2 separate regions of the Mus musculus genome follow, and region 1 is linked to region 2. Evidence: chromatin contacts called from public Hi-C data. All regions are on one chromosome and are shown on one strand. The core of a region is the stretch at or near the end of the contact, and the rest is flanking DNA. Distances in the headings are between cores, read along the strand shown. Region 1 holds the start of Muc20 (mucin 20). Region 2 overlaps Gm34766 (a long non-coding RNA gene).

Region 1 (7,259 bases), core at 4,442-6,941, 90 kb before region 2:
ATAGAGTGATTAACAACTTTAAGAAGACGGGGCGAGGGGTGGGGGTGGGGGACTGGAATTAATCCAAACCCAAACATCCATCAATAAGAAAATGGCCACAGAAGTTGTGGTTGATAATTCCAAAGGAAAACCACCCGCCATCTAAGGATAAAGCATTATTATTATACGTAAGAGCTCTGGTGAACCTCACAGACAGAATGTTACATGTAAGAAGCCAAATACTGAAAAGCGCACGCACAATCCTATTCACATAGTCCTGAATGTGTCCATGGTGGCAGAGTGAGGGGACACACGGGGCCTGTTTATTATCATTCTCTGTGAACTTGGTGACGGAACCTAAGGCCTCTCACACAGGCAAACTCTCTACCACTGAGTTGTAACCTCCAATTCTGTTGTCAACTTTTTCTTCAAGACAGGGTCTCTCAGGCAGGCATTTAAGTAGCCCAGAACAATCTTGAATTTGTAATCCTCATATGTCAGCTTCCAAGACGTTTCCGGCACACTGTCTGTGCTCACACAACATGCAGAACTTGTGGAATCCTCTCAGAACCCTGTCAGCTGGCATGAAGAGTTTCTTTTTTAATGTATGTGTGTGTGTGCGTGTGTGTGTGCATGTGTGTGTGTGTGCATGTGTGTGTGTGTGAGTGCGTGTGCATGTGCGTGTGTGTGTGTGTGTGTGTGTGTGTGTGTGTGAAAGAGGGGGGAGGAATAGGTGCATGTGCACATGTATGCACATTCATTTGGAGGCCAGAGGACAGTCTCAGATGACTGCTTCAGGGACACTGTCTACTTCCTTTGAGACAGGATCTCTCCTAGGCCTGGAGCTCACTAGTTTGGCTAGGCTATCTGGCCAGCAAGTCCCGGGGATCCTTCTGTCTTTACCTCCTCAGCTCTGGGATAGCAAGCACGCACCACCACACTTAACATTTTTTTATGGTTTGGGGGGGATTAGACTCAAGCCCTCACTCAGAGGCAACTGAGCCATCTCTCTAGCCCTACATGAAGTTTTGTTTTGTTTTGTTTTGTTTTGTTTTGTTTTGTTTTGTATGAAACTATTGGGGCCAGGCAATATATCCTAATTTATCTGGTTAACACAGAGCCCCTTCAAGGTGCAGGGTTAGCACAATTTCCTGCTACTCTGTCTGTGTTGGAGACAGACTGTCCATCCTGTGAGCATAACAAAGCCTGTCGCCACTTTTCTCATTGCTGCCGAAAGCCCCACAGCCGTTGGTAAGTTTGGCATGTAAACATTTCGATTCAGCTATCCCGGGCGCTATTTATACCGAGCACACACATACACGTGCACCTGTAGATAAAGTTTGTCCCCTGTCCCCTCCTCTGGTGATACACAAGACCCCAGCTCCTGGACCCAAGATGGTGAAAGGAGATAAGAAACCCAAAATGAGTCAAAAGTGCAACTAGCCTCAGCTCCTTGTCTAGCACACAGATGACTTTGTATTTCCAGGACATTTTTGCTAAATCAATTAGGCCTTGTCCCAAGTCAGAGTCACCGCTACCATATATGTTGGTTTTGTGGGGGACAGAGAATAGGAGCTCTGAGCCTAACAGGTGAGGCTGACTCCAGGATCTTTACTGATGCTCTGGCTGAGAGCCTGTGCCCATCCATGGCTTTACGCTGACACCCCACGTGGGTCAAGCTGAAGTGATCTCCGTGTCTACTTTCAAAACATATCACTAATTAGAGAGTGTTCGTAGGCCTTTCCTCCCCCACCATCCCTTGTCATGCTAACTCCTAGGCTCTATGTCGTTCTCAACAGAGCTGCCAGGGTTCCTGCTGCCTGGCCTTCTAGACCCCGAGTTAGGGCCTACCGCCCTCCTCAGAGCTCTGCAGGGACACTTCAAGCTCACTTGTTCATCAAGTTAAAAATCAGAGGGCACCATTGTCTTCTACAAGGTTCCCGATCTAGGCTGACAAGCCCCAGATGGGGGCAGTTGCTTTAGTCTCATGTCCTTGAAACTAAGTTATCTGAACGTAGAAGTCAGAAGAGAGTAAATTGCTGGATTTTGAGAACAGGTAATGGGAAAGTCCCTTCTGTTTAGCTCTTGAAATAAATAAATAAATAAATAAATAAATAAATAAATAAATAAGGACCTGATAGTAACCAGTCGGTAACTCATTGTCTATTTCCTGTTCCCACTTCACCAGGAGAGTAGACTTGAAGCCACCTAGCGCTATTTAGTTTTGCTTTTACTTTTTCTTGCTGTGCTAGGGGTGAGCCCCACCCAGGCTCTGTCCTGGGGGTGAACTCCACCCATGCCCTCACCTGGGGGTGAACCCCACCCAGGCTCTGTCTTGCTCTTGCCATGTTCTGCACTCTGCTTTGTCAGCTAAGCCCACAGAACGGTTGCTCGTTCTGTTTTATAGAATGAAGCCAGACTCTACGAGCATAGATACAGCCACTGAAGACACACAACTCTATTGTAATTTATACTTTGATAGAGTAAAGCCTCGGATGCCCACGGAATCCTCGTTACCCTCCCCTGCCATTCTGCTGCCCCCTCCCCCACTCCCATCTCTTATACTCCTGTGACTCCAGCCCTGGCTGTTCCTTGGTATTCCTAACCTGTAGCCATCTTTGGCTGCTTTGTGGGTTCTTTTTTCTTCTACCCTTCTCTACCATTTTTCTCTACCCTTTTAACCTCCTAATACTAAATAAGAGAGAAAGAAGGATAGAGAGGAAATGAAAGAGATCCTTGAATAAAGTCAGGGGTGAGAAAGGGGCCAACGTTATCCTCAGATGACTTTTTGCTGATTGGGGCTGCTGAGTTCTTCGGGGCAAGTTTGATCTTCACTGTCAGGATACCCACTTTCTTCTTGTTTCTTCTTTGTGCACCACTACTTAACAAACTGCAAACAACAGCCTACCATGCCCCTCAGGACCCTAGCATTTATAGACCCTCTGAAAAGTCCCCAGCATTCCAAATGTTACACAATTGCAGAAATTATCTGCAGCTGGCAAAATCACGCCCCTGACAGAGCATGAGGCAAATCATAGTCAGCTGCTGTGGACAGTCTGAAGCGGTCCCTTATCCCACACCTGGGATTAAAACAAAAACATTTCTGAGTGTTTAAAAGGAAACCAAACTTCCAGAATTCTCACTACATAAACCTTTCTGCTTTAAGCTTCTGACATCTCTCTAGATGCTCCTACAATCTCCTCCCTTGTTATTCAGTACCGCAACCTGAACCGCCATGCCGCCCATGCACACATACACCCACATACCCCAGCTCTTCAATGTCTCTTTCTTTCTCGGTCACTTACAAATTTCTATTCCCTTGTTCACTGCCCACCCAGTCTTCAGGACTTAGCTCCTGAGGGCCATCCCTGTCTGTTTTCCTCTGTGATGTATTACCTCAAGAGCTGAGACCAATGTCTGACATTGCTTGTTAATGTGCTTGTTAATGTAGTGAGACTTGTGCCTTGTGCTAACTCGTGGTGAGAGCTGAGCTGGGCTGTGAAGAAATGGTCCAAGAACTTTCCAGTGAAGTTTGTGATGGCCCTCAGGGCTGCTGGCCATCAGCCAGGCTTGGAAGTAACCCTGGATAAAGAAGAAACTTGTAGTGGTTTGGTCTGATGCTGCTTGTATTCGAATGTTAAATGCTGGCTTCTCAAGATGTGGTTGATTCTTACGTATACCAAGTGATGCTATGTGAAACTTCTCCCCAATATAACTGGTCAACGAGAGGGTAGAGCCTGTGATTGGGCAGTGGAGGGAGAAAGGTGGGGCATGGGTTCTAGGAAGAGGAAGAAGAAGAAAGAAGATGGTGGTGGAGGTGGAGGACTTTGCCATACGAGGAGATGGACCATGACCACTAAGCAGTCAGGAGAAACAGTAAGTGACAAGACACTTTATAGCTAGGGGATAAGTTAGTATAACTCCAAACCTGTCCAATCTAGGCTTACAGTTTGTAAATAAAATACCTGAGTTGTGTGTCTTTTATATGAACCAGCTAAGACTATAAATTCATTCCACAGAAACGGGCCCAGATCTTCTTAGGGTTTTTCTGTTTGTTTGTTTGTCTGTCTTCATTTTCAAGTGTGTAGGGCTGTTGGCCATTTCAGTTGGAAGAGGAAATGCAGTGGGGAATTCCTTGTTGGGGTGAAAAGGGCACCAGAATGCTGGTCCGTAGAGTAAGCTGCCCCTGGAATGAGGAAGCCCCTGGCTCTGCATGGGTGCAGCAGGAGAGTGTGGAGGACTGCCCAGACAGAGATCTGCCCTCTTGCCATGTTCCCTCCACCTCCTTAAAGGGTGGATTTCACATGGGGACATGGCTACATGGCACGGTCTCCCAGAATGCAGTGGTTCCTCCTCCTCCCACCTGTTTAGAGTAGAGAGCTGAGTTTGAGTCTGGGAAAGGAAAAGGCTCAGCCTGCGGACTGTGTTCCTGCCACTACTCCCCACGCCCCTCAACTCCAGTGTCAGGTTACTTCACAGAGACTCCAGAGCCCCTTCTGAAGAGGCTGACACACCCCAAGATGACAGCTCCTCCTCCCAGGAGGGAAAGCCCTGTCACCACAGTGCCCACTAAAGTTCTCTATGATACTGTCAGATAGCCAGCAGTCAATCTCAGACTGCTGGGCCAAGAAGCCCTCAGAAGCCTTCCTGACTGAGGTCCAGAGAGGGCAAACTACTGGTCTAAGACCACACAGCTTTTTGCCCACAGTTAAGGACAGAGCGTTTGATACAGTTTTACATTTCCTTCCTGTTCTCAGTTTTGTGATTCTGTGACACAGATCCGAGATGTCTTCTCCATCCCAGAGCTGCTTTTCATCCAAAAGCACTTAAAATGCCCACGGAACCTTGTCTGGCCACTGGGTATGGCCCTAAGAGCACTAGGCCTTGGTCCTTGAGGGGTCAGAGTCCTCTTTGTTTTGGGGGAGGCATATAGAAAATACAGCCCATAACATCACTCCTTGCCTTGGAAACTAATCTCCTAAGTGTCCCCAAGTCATCTCCTTCTGCTGGCTCTTGGACTCAGAGCATCATGCCATCCTCTGCATCCTGAATCCTCAAACATGACTGGGGACCTGGTCCTGCCTTGGACTTCGCTGCAAAATCCCAGGATTTTTAATATAGAAAGCTATTAGAGGTTAGAGTCCTGCCCCCACACTGGGACACTGTCCCCTTGAGACCTCAGGACCATTCACATGGACTGGTCAAGGCTGAGGGCTCCCACTTATATCTTGAGCTACTGAGATAGATGCATTTTCTCTGAGCACCAGCAATGTATAGGAGACGTTGCGTAAGAACTTTGGTGGTGTCCTGAGTCAGACAGTGTGTCCATTTTACAGATCAAGAAGTTGGGGCTAAGAAATGTTCTCTTATTTGCCCTTGGTCCCTAGAACTGATAAAATCTAGGCTCAGTAGATAAACTTGGGTCTGCCCATGAAGCCGGGACCCCAGGTATGGGTGAGTGGGGTAAACACCATCTCTTTCATGCCATTCTCAGTGCCAGGGGAGGGTTTCAGAATGGAACTGATGCCATATCTTCAAATCAGAGAGGCAAGGCATGGGAGTCAGGGTGGGGAGTGGGACCATGAACCTGCTGTCAGCCTGCACATTTGTGGTCACCCGGCTGCCTCCTGGAACCTACCCAGTCACACCTGGGCAGTCGTCTGCCCCTCCTCCCGGGGTTGAGGAAGCAGGAAAGGGTGGTGAGGAGAGACAGCAGGCAGGTCCGGCAGACAGCGGTGGTCAGGGCCAGGCACGATGGGCTCTGTCTGGGGCCTGGCTGTGCCCCTCCTTGTCTTCTGCTGGAAGGTTGGCGTCAGTGTGAGCTCTCCAGGTAAGGAACAGGACAGCCCCCGGGGATCCTCCCTGGTGGAGCTCTGGGTTTCAGTGCTGGCAAAGACAGCTCTTTGTGGGCAAGGGAGACATTTTTGTTAATTGTATTAATGGCCGGAGGAATAGACGAGTGTGCTGGCTGGCAGATGGGTCAGCTTACACATGGTGGCCCTGTGGCCATCACTGTAAGGGAGTCTGGGAGTCACTCTTTAGTCATGGGATAGTGGGGTGGAGGGAGGAGGGGCTTGGGAGATGCCAGCTGGTGATCATTTTAGCTCTGCTCCCTCCAACATCGTTACCTAGCCCAGCTGTTCTTTGAAATTTGCCTTTTGAATGAAAAGTTTGTCACAAACTGCTTGGGCGGGGAGATTCTGAGAGAGGCAGACTTTTCTGAAAGATGGGAGCTAACCGTGATCTGTTACTAACTGGCACTGTGCCAAACCTATCACACACACTTTAAAATAGATAATTTTCAGGCTAACTTTAGGTTTATAGTAAAACTGAACAGCATTCTACTGAGACTTCTGATTTATCCAGTCCCTCCCACACACAGCCCCTGCTGTTCACGTCCCCACGGCATGGGGACTGCTACAGCGGAGACCACACACTGACATGTCACACCGGGCATCACTTTTTTAAATTCCATTTTTTAAGTTTATTGACAGAATTTCTAAATAAATAAATAAGTATTTATGTATGTATTTATTTATTTGTTTTGACACATTGCCCTGACAGCATGGAACTTGCTATATACACTTTATTTATCAATGTTTCCATTTTCCATTTTTCTATGCATGTGTGTGAAAGAGAAATGTTTCTACATATGTGTGGATTCACATGTGTTTGGCTGTGTGTGAAGATGTGTACAGTGTGTGTGGAGGTTGATTTTGGGATCACCCTTGAAAGTTCTCTCACCTTATTCCTTGACCTGGGATCTCTCAATCAAACCCAGAGTTCAGAGTTCAGATACACACACACACACACACACACACAGAGAGAGAGAGAGAGAGAAAGAGAGAGAGAGAGAGAGAGAGAGAGAGAAAGTCCACAAATGCTTGACACGTGTGTGGAGACCACCTGACAGTTTGAATCTTAACTTCTGGTCACCAAGCTTGGTAGCAAGCAGCTCTACCCACTTGAGCTATCGGGCTGGTCCAACATTGCCTTTTAAATCCTCACAATAACGTCAAGGAAAGGTGCGCACCTCTAAGACCTGCCACCCACCTAAAAGCAAGGGGACTGCAGCTTAGAGGGAGGAATTTAACCCCGGGGCCAGCACTGCTAGCAGTGCCCAACCATTGGACCACCCACCCTGCCTGTCACACTTTACATATGAGAAAGTACCAGTGTGGAGCACAGAGACTTGACCTGTGTCACAGAGTTAGTATACAGCAGAACAAGCAACAGAGGCAAGACTCAAACCAGGCTGTATTTCCATACTTTTCTCACTC
Region 2 (7,188 bases), core at 2,358-4,857:
GAAATCCTGTGGTGGGTGTAGCTAGCCTGTTGTGCAGATGCTAAAATCAAACAGGAAGGGTAGCCAGCGCTTCTTTTGCTCAAGCTGTGCCTCTGCCCAGAGACAGAATTAGAAACAGAAGTAAAGGCAGTGTCCACTCCCACCCGTCTGGCTCGGCGATGACATGGGAAGACAAACATGTCCTAATAACGGCAGTAAGCATTAGAAAGAACTAGTTAGTGTTTTAGGGTCTCAAGGCAGGGGTGCTTACTGAGCGGTGGGTAGTGTGAGCACAGGGACCTAGGCCGGACACAGCCAGGAGGAGCTAGCCAGGCAGCGGGTGGAGATGGGTGCTGTGAGCAAGTTAGCATGTACTAAGCTCTGGAGGTGCTAGACTTCTGTCTACATAAGGATCTGGAAAAAACACAAAGAGATCAAGGCAGAGGATGAAAAATGATCTATACAACCAAAGTCGTGTAGCAGCGGCAGAATCAAGACTTTATTCTAGCCTGGCAGTGGTAGCGCACACCTTTAATCCCAGCACTTGGGAGGCAGAGGCAGACAGATTTCTGAGTTCTAGGCCAGCCAGGTCTACAGAGTGAGTTCCAGGACAGCCAGGGCTACACAGAGACAGCCTGTCTCGAAAAACCAAAAGCAAAAAAAAAAAAGACTTTATTCTGCTTCTATCTAACTTCCAAGCCAGAGGACAGAGGGCCCTGTCTTTCCCTAAGAGGAATACGGAGAGCTGCAGAGGTGACTGACTCTGCAGTCAAGTGCTCGCCATTCAACCCCAGAACCCACCTTAGAAAAAGAAAGAAAAAGAAAGAAACCAGGCCTGGTAACCCCAGTGCTGAGGAGGCAGTAACTAGAGGAGCCCTGGGCTTGCTGGCCACTTGGCCTAGCCTAACTGGTGAGTCCCAGGCTAGTGAATGACCCTGTCTCAGAAACACAAAGTGAAGGGCTGGAGAGACAGCTCAACAGTTAAGAACACTGACTGTCCTTCCAGAGGACCTGGGTTTGAGTGCCACCACCTCCCACACACATGGCAGCTCACAACTAAATGTAGCTCCGGGATCAGAAGATCCAAAGCTACATACACATATGTACGTACCTTCAGAAACAAATACATAAAACAAAACGCTTTTTTAAAAAGTGGGCAGTTCCTGAAGAGGGACACTCAAGGTTTACCCCTGACCACCACACACACATTTTTGCACACACACACACGTGGACACACATACAAGGAGGAATACGGCTTACAAATCCTCTATCAGATAGGTATAAAGGATAGAGGAAGAGTGTTCTAGGTATGGAAACAGAGTAAGCAAAGTACAGGTGTGTGACAATGGTTATGATAAAAGATATGTGTAGGGAGGGATGCCTTTGGCAGGCCCATACTAAAATGTACCCCTAAGAAAGGCACAACTGGGAGAGGAAGAGGAGAGGGGGAGAGACCTGGGGTGACTGGGGGCCCTTTTATCCACAGCACACACCTGGCACTCCTGGCAGTGGCAGGCGATGACTTAAGTAACTAGGTCCCTGAGAACAGGCCAGTGGAATGGCCTGTATACTAACAACAATAAGATGTTGGCAAAGCAAATACGCCAAGCCCCACAGGGTTAGCGCCCCGTTCCAAGTCATTCCGTCACTGCTTTGCTTCAGCGCCTCCCTGAGTTCCACATAACCACTCTGAGGAAGAAGGAGTTCCTGGAGCTGGTCCCTCTAGGCTCCTGAACACACATTGGGGCTCCGTGAGGTTAACCAGTCACCCTCTGCCTCCATGAGATCAGAATGGGGCCTAGAAAGGCGTAGAGTCAGTCTGACTGAAGGTGCCCTAGGACCCTGGTGGGCCTTGTGCTGCAGAGCTCCTGAGACAGAGAGGCAGTCTGGCTTTTGATCTTAGGAGCTCTATATGTGGGTGCTACTTTGGTTCAGGGGTCAGAGAGGTCTCCATAGTCAAAAAGACTTCCTGCTGTGTGACTTGGGGGGGGCAGGGGGGGAAGACAGCTGCTTCCCACTCCAGGTTTACTGGTCTGGTGGATCTCTTCCTGCTCAGCTGTCAAGCTTTGGGGCACATTGGGTGGGTCTAATCCCGGAGGGCCCCCCCCTCCCCGGCGCAGTGGGGATTTGGGGCTGGGACTGAGACAGTCCAGGTGCCAAAAGGAACAAGGAAGTAAGGAGGTGTCTCAAGTTAAGTTTCCACCTAGGTTGCTCTGAGAAGTGGGTGGGAAGTGAACCGTGATGGGTTTATGGCAGGCTGGGACGCTGGCTGAGGGGTGATGAGCTTGTCCAGGCTCCTGTCTGCTGGGAGGAGCGTAGATGCTCTGTTCTCCTGGCTATACGGAAGACATGGGATGAGCTGCCAGAGGTGGGGAGGGCTACCCTGTGGAAGGGTCCCACGGGGGATTGTGCTTCACACAACCAGGAGGGGCCAAAGAAACAGGATTAGGACAATGGCTGAAGGGACATCCGTATGGAAAAAATGGAGCACAGCGGTCTTATGTGGGAGCACACGGGTCTTCAGCGTGGGAGCCTCCCCCAAGGACCGCCTCTGCTCTACTCTTTCCCCACCCACACTCCCTACCCAGCCCTTTCGGGCAAGGACCTGCCTCTCCTCCAGACTATGTAGCACCTATCAGATGGCTTCATCCCACCACCAGCTGCTCACCCACCAGGTCCTGCCACCCTCCTGTCTGGTGCCTGCTCCACCTGCCTGTGTGACTGCTGGTCTCTGTGATCAGCGCCACCACCACCTCCACCCCCACCCCCACCCCCTTCTGGGCCATGCCGCTCTCTGGTCTCTCCTTCCTCCTGTGCCTCTGGCTTTTCGCCGTTGCTAACATGGCTGCCCTATGATGACCTCTTTAACCCAGAGCAATGTTTAAGTGAATATTAATGAAGATTTCATGCTGCATAAACTCTATAGAGTCCAAAAGGGCTCTGTGGGAGATAAGGACTTCCAGGTGGGGTCTGCACCCTGCCCAGGAGCAGGTCTTATCTCTCTGGGCCAATAATTTCTGCTTGTGAGGTCCACTCTGGGCCAGCGTGTTAACCCACAGTATAACACAGAATTCCTAAACAGCCAAAGGCTTGTTGCTTCTTCTCTCTGTGGGGCTCTCTGAATCTCTGCTGGAGCTGCCCCTCCTGGGAGGATTAGCGCCCCTGAGAGTGGTAAGGACTCCCTCTTTACAACGTCTGGCTATCTACAGATAAGTTAGGTAGTTTAACAAGCCTAGAGGACAGAGTAAGGTACGCTTCGCAGAGCAGAGGACTCTTAACGTGAGCTACTTTCCCTAAAGAACCTCACACTCAGGTGAGCTGGCAGAGGGAGAGCTATTGCTTGCCTCTGCCTGGGAGTCCACAACACGTGTTTTCATTTCCAACGAGGGAGGAAACGGAAGGCTAGAGAAACACTGCAGAAGTGCTGACCTCCTCAGCTCTACGCAAGAGGAAGGCTGGGTGGCCAGCACTGGTCCCAGATCTCTGAGGAGTGCAGACTGGGGTCCCGGTGTCCACTGCTTCCTCCCGCTGGCCCATCCTGTCGGTTCCAATTCCCTCCTTCCGTGGCCACCACCAAAGGCAAGCTCTTCAAGCTTACTATCAGCATCATCTAAACTGGGACAGGGCTGCCGCACCCTGCTGTCAGCCACAAGCCTTCCTGTGCTTCAGGCAGCCTCTGCTCCAGCACCAGAGCAGGGAGGGACGCTCTTGAAACAGGCTGAAGGGATTACAGAAATAAACCCAACTATAGAGCCCTGAGCTGCTCAGGAAAGAGGGATTTAGATGTGCAGGTGTGAGCCGCAGCCAAGTTTTGGGTTGAGGTGTGCGGAGAGCCAACCTTGTCCAGCTATGCCGCAAGTAGAACATAAAATATCGAGGCAATCGGGAAAGGGGGGGGTGGGGCTTGCAAGGGATGATGAGGCCGATCTAACAGGTAAAAACAAACCAACTGTTATATATGTCAATTTCACATTAAGCCACAAAGTGTACTGTTTCCTGTACCTGTCCTTACAGTCTCAAGCAGGTGTACACTGGGGTTGTTCAGTGAGGTTCAGATCAGCACAACCCATCCTTATTATTTTCAGTCTCAGCAACAGGAAGGGGAACCTCGTCTGGCTGTAAGTACGAATGGGTAGAAGGAGCCAGAAGCAGGTGGCAATGCTACTCTGTGGCAAGCAGCTGTTTGCTGGGCAGCGTGGCTGTGCCCAGGAGCCTGTTGTCGATGTCCCATCAAGGCTGAGTGTCCTGTGGAGGGGGGCGTGGAGACGGACGTCCAGAAGACAAAGGACAGGTCTCATATTTAGCTTGACACAGGGGCTTCAGACCGAGCAGAGGGACCTGTGTAGCCTGGAACCTAAGAAGCTCTGTGGCAGGATGCTGGCCCTGAGATGGCACAAGAGCATTGTCCTGACCGCCAGAGCACCAGCATCTGTTGTGTTGCGATGGGACCTAATCAGCCTTTTCTCTAGACCTCCAGGAAATGATGGCTCCAAGTGATGTTTGCTGCCTGTCTGTGTCTGTCCCCCACGCATGCTCGGGCCTGCCCACCATCTTCTGCTCATAGGTAGCTTTTCCTCGGAAGCACCTTGTTGTTCCCTCTGTAGCTAGCATAGGGAACATCTTTATGTCACCAGTGGTGCATGCCTTTAATCCCAGCACTTGGGAGGCAGAAACAGGTGGATCTCTGTGAGTCTGAGGCCAGCCTGGTTTACAGAGCTAGTTTCAGAATAGCCAGGGCTACAGAGAGAAACTATGTCTCAAAGAAAAGAAAAAAAGTCATTATTCAGGGCCCTCGTTACTGAAATGGTAAAGCTGAGATCCAGAGGAATGATGGCTCCACACAGTCACATCTAGAACTCTCTATGGGGAGCACAATGCACCCTACACTCGGGTTTTACTGTCTCTGTGTCCCGCTTCCCATACATAAAACACAGCACAGGATAGTTGTGAAGATTAACTGGAAGGTTGAAGGCTGCAGTATCTTCTGCAGCTGGGTGTTCTGTAAGATTGGTAGGGATTATTATTTATTAGTGTGTGTGTGTGTGTGTGTGTGTGTGTGTGTGTGTGTGTGTGTGTGTGTGTCTATGTGTGTGAGTCTGTGTGTATGTGCGCCATATGCATGCAATGCCCACAGAAGCCAGCAGAGGGCATCAGATTCCCCTGGAGCGGGAGCTGTAGGTAGTTATGAGCTGCAATAGCCTGGCCAAACCTTGTTTGATCTCAGAAGCTAAGCAGGGTCAAGCCTGATAATATTTTAATGAGAGAATAAGTTTAAGTTCACCATCCCGCCCCCCACCAAGAAGAAAAGAAGAAAAGAAAAAGAAAGAAAGAAAAGGAAAAAATCCATGTGCTATACCTGTTTAACTCTCCTTTCTTCGCATCTTTCCTGCAATCATGATACCTTTTTTGCCACCATGAGAAATTTGCCTTCTGAAGATGTAAGTTTTATAAAATATTAGTCTTTACCAGATTTAAAAAACAAACAAACAAACAACCTTGTCTCAGCCTGATGGCAAACATTGGCACTGAGGGTGTGGGCGGGGTTGGGGGCAGAGGAGGAGACTGGAGAATCAAGTCACCTTCCGCTGCATACCTTGTTGAAGGCCAGCTGGACTACAATGAACCCTTTCTCAAAACCGCCACCACAACAGAAAAACAACCAGGAAAGAAGTGTAGTGTCAGGATGCATACCTTGAATCTCAGCACTGGGGAGGCAGTGGACAGCAGGTCTCATAGCCAGGACTGTAGAGAAAGTTCCAGGCCAGCTGGGGCTACATAGTGAGAGCCTGTCTCAAAGCAAAAAGAAAGTCCAAACCCACCCTAACTGGGGATCTGCAATACTGGACACAAAGGACACTGGCCCTGAAGAGTGCCTGTGCCTGGCCTGCCAGGTGGTTATCAATACACTGCCTGATTAACTGTAAGACGAAACATCAATATCCATTCTTTTAAGATGATTGAGGGTAAGGCTCATGGGAGGAAATGACCTCCACTGGATTTCTTACCCACTCAACTGAAAAAAAAATCAGAGGCAGGAGAAGAAGAGATCAAATATTTGCGCTGGTACTTTCAAATGCATGGTAAGGGATTAACTCAATGGTCGCATAAACCTTTCACCCCGGTTGATAAAGGAAATGAATTGTTTTTCTTTCTTCTGTGGTCCTGGGTAGTGAACCCAGGGCTCAGGCGTGCTAAGGACACACTCCACCACTGAGCTGCACCCCAACAGGGGAATTCCAAATGGAGATGTGAAATGGGGGCGGGGGGGGGGACTCTATAATCATCAAAGAAAATGAAATCAGATCGTTTTCTCTGGAGTTTTCATGGAAGCTGTGGACTGTATTCTCCAAAAAAAAGTTTTAATATGCTGTGGTTTGGTTTTGTGGACGTCAAATCGCCTGAAGCTAACATATGTTGTAAGCAACTGGGAACTAAACCTGGGTTCCCTGTAAGAGAAGCCAGGACACTTAACCACCTCTCCAATCCTGTCTTTGGTTTTTGTTTGGTTGGTTGGTTGGGGGTTTTTGTTTGGTTTTGGTTTGGGTATTTTTTTGGTTTTTGGTAGGTTGGTTGGTTTGGTTTGGATTTTTTGTTTTGTTTGTTTGAGACAGGGTTTTGTTATATATTCTAAGCTGCCCTTGAACTTGCAACAATCCTCCTGCCTCACCCTTTGAAGTGTTGAGATTAAAGTATGTGCCACTACAACCAACTAAAAACATTCTTAAAAAAAAAAAGGATAAGTTTTTATTACTCTGTGTGTGTGCTCTTGTGTGTGTGTGTGTGTGTGTGTGTGTGTGTGTGTTTACAAATATAACCTGTGAGACTATATACTACTTGTATGTATGCTTCAGGGCTGACCATTTGGCACTGGACACTCAATTGTCACGCTCTTCCTGGGGCCACCTCTTTTGCTTCCAGCTTGACTCGGTTGTCTGTAGCTCTCTTTGTAGGGCTGAGGCCTTCTGGGCTTTTCCCTGCGCAGTCTGGTGTGTTTGTTGCTGTCCTCCTGGCTCTGCTCACGTTGAGCAGTCATGCTGGTAAGACTTACGGGTATAGTTTCTAATATTACTGGGAGGCACAAACTCATAGCAAAGATATTTCTTAACAGCCGTATTCACTAGGAGGCCCACTTATCTCCTTCAGCATCCTAGACGTGGAGTATATGTTCCGCTTGGTTAGGTAATAACACCACAACATACCAGGCACTGG

Evidence for each region. Hi-C and Micro-C count contacts between places; a contact is called where the count stands out from the background.
Region 1: a Hi-C map of uterus shows a contact between it and region 2. The contact joins the promoter of Muc20 here to the enhancer-like site in region 2. A contact is called at or near these places in 14 of 39 promoter capture datasets (the 3T3-L1 cell line, 3T3-L1-derived adipocytes, the HPC-7 cell line and 6 more), 1 of 15 datasets of contacts at CTCF or cohesin (pro-B cells), 71 of 484 Hi-C or Micro-C datasets (the AML12 cell line, B cells, the BV-2 cell line and 36 more), 11 of 115 datasets of contacts at active chromatin or transcription factors (the NIH/3T3 cell line, T-cell acute lymphoblastic leukemia, bone marrow-derived dendritic cells and 4 more) and 5 of 9 other capture datasets (adipose tissue, embryonic stem cells, liver and 2 more).

What each region holds. Positions count from the first base shown.
Region 1 is chr16:32,795,867-32,803,125 of GRCm38.p6, reverse strand. It overlaps Muc20 (mucin 20), which reads left to right and starts at 5,691. Exons shown (of 4, transcript NM_146071.2): 1 at 5,691-5,809. The coding sequence starts at 5,734.
Region 2 is chr16:32,703,745-32,710,932 of GRCm38.p6, reverse strand. Gm34766 (a long non-coding RNA gene) reads right to left here. Exons shown (of 3, transcript XR_384827.2): 3 at 6,677-7,188. Among named protein-coding and RNA genes, the nearest start is that of Gm34766, 8.7 kb to the right of the region's middle. Within about 2 kb of position 3,607, at least 25 of the 459 cell types and tissues checked have an H3K27ac peak or open chromatin away from gene starts, as enhancers often do. A contact at or near this core is called in the G1E-ER4 cell line, the N1E-115 cell line, T-cell acute lymphoblastic leukemia and 2 more, where this site is marked.